Linked DNA regions of Sus scrofa: region 2 is linked to region 1. A link is a contact called in public Hi-C data. All regions are on one chromosome and are shown on one strand. Each heading gives the region's core, a stretch centred on a gene start, on an enhancer-like site or on the middle of the called end of the contact. The rest is flanking DNA. Distances are from core to core; before and after follow the strand shown.

Region 1 (2,729 bases), core at 59-2,558:
GAACCCCAAAGGGTTCATTGAACAGAATGGGAGAAGTGAGGGAAAGAAGACCTGGTGAGGTGCAGAAGTCACCCCAAACATGCCTCACCTCCACTGATAATGACCTTTGATGTGTTAGGGAGATGGCATTCAAGTCCCAGGACCATCTCACTATGCTCCCGGCTCAGCAAATTAGAAGGAACAAATCAGTATGATGATGCCCTGAGAGCATCCATGTAGGTGACAGACTTCTGAGAATGAGGACCATCTAACCTCATGACTGAGCAAAGCTAATGAGCCACAGTGTTGCCCATAGCAAGGGCAGGCTTCTAGGTTCTCAGAAATAAGAGAACCTAGAAGCCTACACATTACACCAAATTAGTCACAAAGCAATGGGTAATACACTGGGAATCCCTTCTGGAGCATCTAGAAATTACTATTATAAAGACCTTTGGGCTAAGTGTCTCAGTTGTTTTATTTTTTAGATACGGTCCTTCACGCAGACCCAGTGTCACCAATAACAGTGAATCAAGTTTCTGAATGAAAAACTGCTCTGGTTCCAAAACTGAATCCGAGGGATGCTGACTTATAAACCTTAAGATATAAAGTGAGAAACTGAGTCCAGGATTAATTCCTTGCTCTTAAGATGACTCTCCTTGGGGAGAGCTGACACAGGAAAAAAAAAAAGGTATTACCTTCCCGGGAAAATGTCCTGGGACTGGGCTGCGGGCTACTCTGGCCATCTCTCTCCTTGTCCGAAGGAACTTTTTTCAGCACAGGCGGAAGAAGAGCGACTTTAGGCGAACCCGGGCTGGATGGAGAGTGTGGGAGGTCCTCTATGGAAACACAAAGCCACATGTCAAACTGTGCCATGAACTGGATTCCTAAAGCATAAGCTGTTTAATCTTTACATACAAACAACCAATCATTTTTTAAAAAAGCATCATAGAATTTTCTGGCCCCAAACTGGTCTCATAGAGCTCAGTGAAGTAACAAACAAGAGAGTGAAAAATAATTCAAACTCAACAAAAAGTTAAAATCTGCAGGTGGGAATCTCTTTAGACAGAATTTCAATGAGCTGGTATTTGAAAATTAGATGTAAGTGAACTGAAGGTTGCTTCTGCCTCAAACACAAAGGCTGTTTGTGTTTCTTCAATTGGTGACAGAAATTGTCATTACAAGCCACCGCCTTTACCTGCTGTCAAACCCTGGAAAGTGGTCCCCACGTGGTGTATACAACATATATCCGTGCCTACAGGAGTGAAGGTGCATGTACCTGCGTACAGATACTAAGATCAGGAAGAACAGCTTAGAATCATGGACTTTTGGAACCAGAAAAGACTATGTGGTAATCACTGTACAAATGGAGAAATTAAATGACCTGCCAAGCTAAAAAGATGACAAAATATCTGGGACTAGAACTCGAGTCTCTTAAGTCTAAAGACTGCCCTATTTCACTCTAATTGAAAGGATCAGCTGAACTGCACTCCTTTTTCTGCTCCATTACCAGCAAGGCAGTTCTCAATTTGGGGGGTGCTTGTGGGAGCCCGAGGGCACAGAAGACAACCTTCGGCCAGGTTCTCGTCACTTCCTACTTCAATTCAAGTCTCCACCTGCTTGACGATAGAAGCAGGGATGGGGCAGGATGCGGTGAAAACGGCACTGCCTGTGTTGACAGCCTCTTAGAAGCGTGGAGAGGGAATGCAAGGGTGTATTGGAAAATGCCTGCTGAATTCTCAAGCTCTAGCAAAACGTCTGTGGGTTAACATAAGTCTCAATACACTAAATACTACGAACTCAGTGAATGCATTCAGCAAATAAACTGAAACAAAAGCTTCTTGCAACAGAATATTGGGAATCTGGCTATTTTATATTCCGTGTTGGCAACAGGGGAGCCCAAATCCTCTACAACCTGGATTTATTCTATTCGAGATGTTTCCTTACCTCAGACACAGCTGGCCGATGGGAATGCCAGCCTGCTCCTAAGTGGTCATCTTTACTTTTTTAATTTTGAAAAGTATTTTTTTGGCCTCCATTCTCCCCACTTTTTCTGTTTTGAAGCTTTTTTTTTTTTTTTTTTTTTTTAAAACCACACCTACGGCATGTGGAAGTCCCTGGGCCAGGTATCAAACTCTTGCCATATAGCAGGGATAGGATCCTTAACCTGTTGAGCCACCAATCATTAGATTTTCTGATCCCAGAGTCAGCAAACATTTTCTGTTAAGGGCCAAAGTGTAACTATGTTAGGCTCTTCAGACCACATGGCCTTTGCTGCAATGATTTAACTCTGTCCTTTTAGCACAAAAGCAATGGGAGATGCGTATATGCGGTGGGGCTGTGTGCCGGTGACACATTTATAAAAACAGGCCCATAGTTTGCCAAGCTCTGTTCTAACCCTGACAGTTTCACAGGATGGGGGGTAAAACCAGAGCAATTTAAGCTTTCCCTGTTTGTGGTCCTTGTCCTGAAACTGCAGCTCTCTGAAGGGTCTGGGCATCTGGAGATGGCTTTCAGAAAGTTCCACCACAGAGCACTGCCAAGGGGTGAGCACAACACTGGCTGCTTTACCCATCCTGCCTCCACCCTGTAGCCCCAAGCACAAGGCCAGTACCTGAGCAGGTGCCTTGGTGTTGAATGAAGGAACCCTTCAGCCTTTGTCACTTCGGCAGCCTCTGGCAGGTTTGTCATGGCCCCTTCCTACAGACACTCTCACCGCCTGCCATGCCCGCATTCACCAGCTGCCCTGATAC
Region 2 (2,729 bases), core at 151-2,650, 320 kb before region 1:
CTGAAACCTGTGACTGTTACCTTGTATGGCAGAGGGGATTTTGCCTGTGTGATTGACTTCAGGATTTTTTTTTTTTTTTTTTTTTTTTGTCTTTTTGCTATTTCTTGGGCCGCTCCCACGGCATATGGAGGTTCCCAGGCTAGGGGTCTAATTGGAGCTGTAGCTGCCGGCCTACGCCTGAGCCACAGCAACGCAGGATCTGAGCCGCATCTGCGACCTACACCACAGCTCAAGGCAACGCCGGATCGTTAACCCACTGAGCAAGGGCAGGGATCGAACCCGCAACCTCATGGTTCCTAGTCGGATTCGTTAACCACTGAGCCACGACAGGAACTCCTGACTTCAGGATTTTGAGACAAGAAAGCTATCCTAGATTTTCCAAATGATCCCAATATAATTATAGAAAGTTCTTAGGGAGGTAGGAGTGCCAGAGTTAGAAAGATTTGAAAATGTTATACTGCTGCCTCTAAAGATGGAGGAAGCAGCCATGAGCCAAGGAAGGCAGGTGACCTCAAGAAGTTAGAAAAGGTAGAGAAATAAACTCTCTCCTAAGCCTCCAGAGAGAGTGTAGCCCTACGACATCTTGATTTTGGACCCAGTGAAATCCATTTTGGACATCTGACCTCCAGAACTGTAAATACGTGTTGTTTTAAGTCACTAAGTTTGTGGTAATTGATTACAGCAGCAGAGCCCTAATACAGGGGAACCAAGTAGCAAAATTCCAGTAGGTTCCTTGTGGGAGTGTGGCGAGACTAACTCAGGCAAGGAAAATCAACTAAGGCAATTTGAAGCTAATAAAAGCAGAAAGAGCAAGACTTCATTTTATAAGGGTTGAGAATCAAGCTGGGAAGACCCAGTAGCAGCCACAGTCCAAAATTTAAGAATCACAAATTAAGAACAAGTCCAAATATCAAGATTCGAGCCGAGACTGGATTAGAAAGAGCACAGATATGAAACAGGAAGGAAGCCTGCAGGGTAGCTTCATGGGAAGATATCAGAGTGGTCAAAGTTCACATTTATTAAGCTGTGGGCCCCAAGTGCTTAAAGAAAACCTAGCTGATTTAACAATATTCTTTAATGGGAACATCTCATTTATTGAGGACCTACTACCAGTTAGCATATGTATTTCATTTAACTTGCCCAATATCCCCATGAGTTGAGCATTATAACCCTTGCTTTACTTATGGAGAAACCAACTCAAAAGAGCTTAAATGACTTGTCCAAGGAGACAGAAAACACTAGGAAGTGAAGATGGGGTTGACTTCTCTCCAGTTCCAGGAGCCCTGCTCTTTCTTCCATGCCTGCTCGCTCTTTCAGGAAAAAGGCTTGTTGACATTTTAAGCTGTATGCAGAGTTCAAAGCAGCAAAACATAGTGTCATCTTTTGAGATACTCATTCTATCAGTGAGAACTTAAAATGAAGTTAAAAATTAAGCAGCAAAACCAAACCCAGACTCTCTGCTCTGAGGATGTAGGGCTAAACCTGCCTGCCATGTGACGCATTATTTATCCTTGTGAAATTGTGGAATTATTTGAAAGTGAAGAAGGGATGAAAACTCTTTCTTTCTTCAAGGTAGCCTTATAGTCTAGGTCTTACAATACTGGTTTAATGGTGAAGGTAAGTGCATTTCTTCTTTTTGGGTTGGAGGATAATTACTAATCAATCAGAGCTCCATTAAGGGGAGAGAAGAATTTGAGGGGAAGTCAGAGGAAAAAAACATTATCAGCAGCCTAAGGGTCTCCATCTGCTAATCGTTTCATTGCTAAGTGAAGAGACTTTCTAAAAAAAAGTAATCAATTCAATCAGGACCCTAGAGCAAGGCTTGAAAGGCTACTGGTGACAGTGAACTCTGAACAATGGTCACGTCTCCAAGGATTCTGTGAGTATTAATTGTGACACCTCCATGAATTGGAGAAGCTTTGGCTGTGGAACAAAATACTGGATCAGAACTAACAAGGTTTGGGATTGGAGATTGTGACTCAGGAGCCTTTTCAGATTTCTGTGTGTAGTTGAAATTGTCTCTCAGAAAAAGGAAAATATGAGCAAAGTTGTGAATAATATTTAAGGCAAGAAAACTTGTGTACTTGTAGGGATGACCTGGTCTGTTGCCCTCCTTGTACAACGGAGGAAAGGTGCCCAAACAGATTATGATTAGTGCCTGTTAGTTCTATGGTGGGAAGCCCTGTGGTAGGCGAGGAAGATCCAGGGAAGGTGCCCTCTCTCAACCTGCCCAGAGAAAAATCCCAATTCCATAGCATAGATAGACTCACACAGGCCTGGAAGACACAGCCTGAGCTTGTTGCTTGGAGGAAAGAAGAGCAGACACCCCTGCTTATCTCCTGGGGAGAGGAGCTGTGAGTCTCCTGTGGGCAGGGCCCCAGGTGCACCTTAATTTTGACATAATCCTGCCTTGTAGGATCACCCACTCTTGGTGCTTAGTACATTTCTTTTTTTCATGATTAATTAATTCATATGAATTGATAGCATGATGTAAATGATCTCTGGAACAACTAGTTTTATTCCAGAATTACCAGTCTCTCAGATAAACATGATAAAATGGGCCTCGGTTTTACTAACCTGGAAGAAATGACTTCTTCCCATGTTGTCTGGTGTTTGTAGTGAGATGCATCCCTTCATTATCCATCTTCTGGATTCTAGTCCAGAAGAACCCACTTTTAAAAGAAAATGTTTAAAAACAACTTTGTAAAGCAAAAGCATTTTTGTGGAAA

The links. A called contact is a pair of places that touch in the nucleus more often than the background predicts.
Region 2: a contact with region 1 is called in a Hi-C map of liver, with 2.6 times the contacts expected there. The contact joins the promoter of SLC17A2 here to the enhancer-like site in region 1. A contact is called at or near these places in 10 of 47 Hi-C or Micro-C datasets (alveolar macrophages, embryonic fibroblasts, fetal liver and 5 more) and 1 of 2 datasets of contacts at active chromatin or transcription factors (alveolar macrophages).

Annotation. Positions count from the first base shown.
Region 1 is chr7:20,341,075-20,343,803 of Sscrofa11.1, reverse strand. CARMIL1 (F-actin-uncapping protein LRRC16A) reads right to left here. Exons shown (of 37, transcript XM_013977486.2): 36 at 675-815. LOC110261657 (a long non-coding RNA gene) reads left to right here. Exons shown (of 3, transcript XR_002346102.1): 3 at 465-550. Among named protein-coding and RNA genes, the nearest start is that of SCGN, 47 kb to the left of the region's middle. Within about 2 kb of position 1,308, at least 1 of the 83 cell types and tissues checked has an H3K27ac peak or open chromatin away from gene starts, as enhancers often do. A contact at or near this core is called in liver, where this site is marked.
Region 2 is chr7:20,662,169-20,664,897 of Sscrofa11.1, reverse strand. SLC17A2 (sodium-dependent phosphate transport protein 3) reads left to right here and starts at 1,400. Exons shown (of 21, transcript XR_002345599.1): 1 at 1,400-1,617. The region is part of intron 1 of LOC110261475 (a long non-coding RNA gene); the gene reads right to left.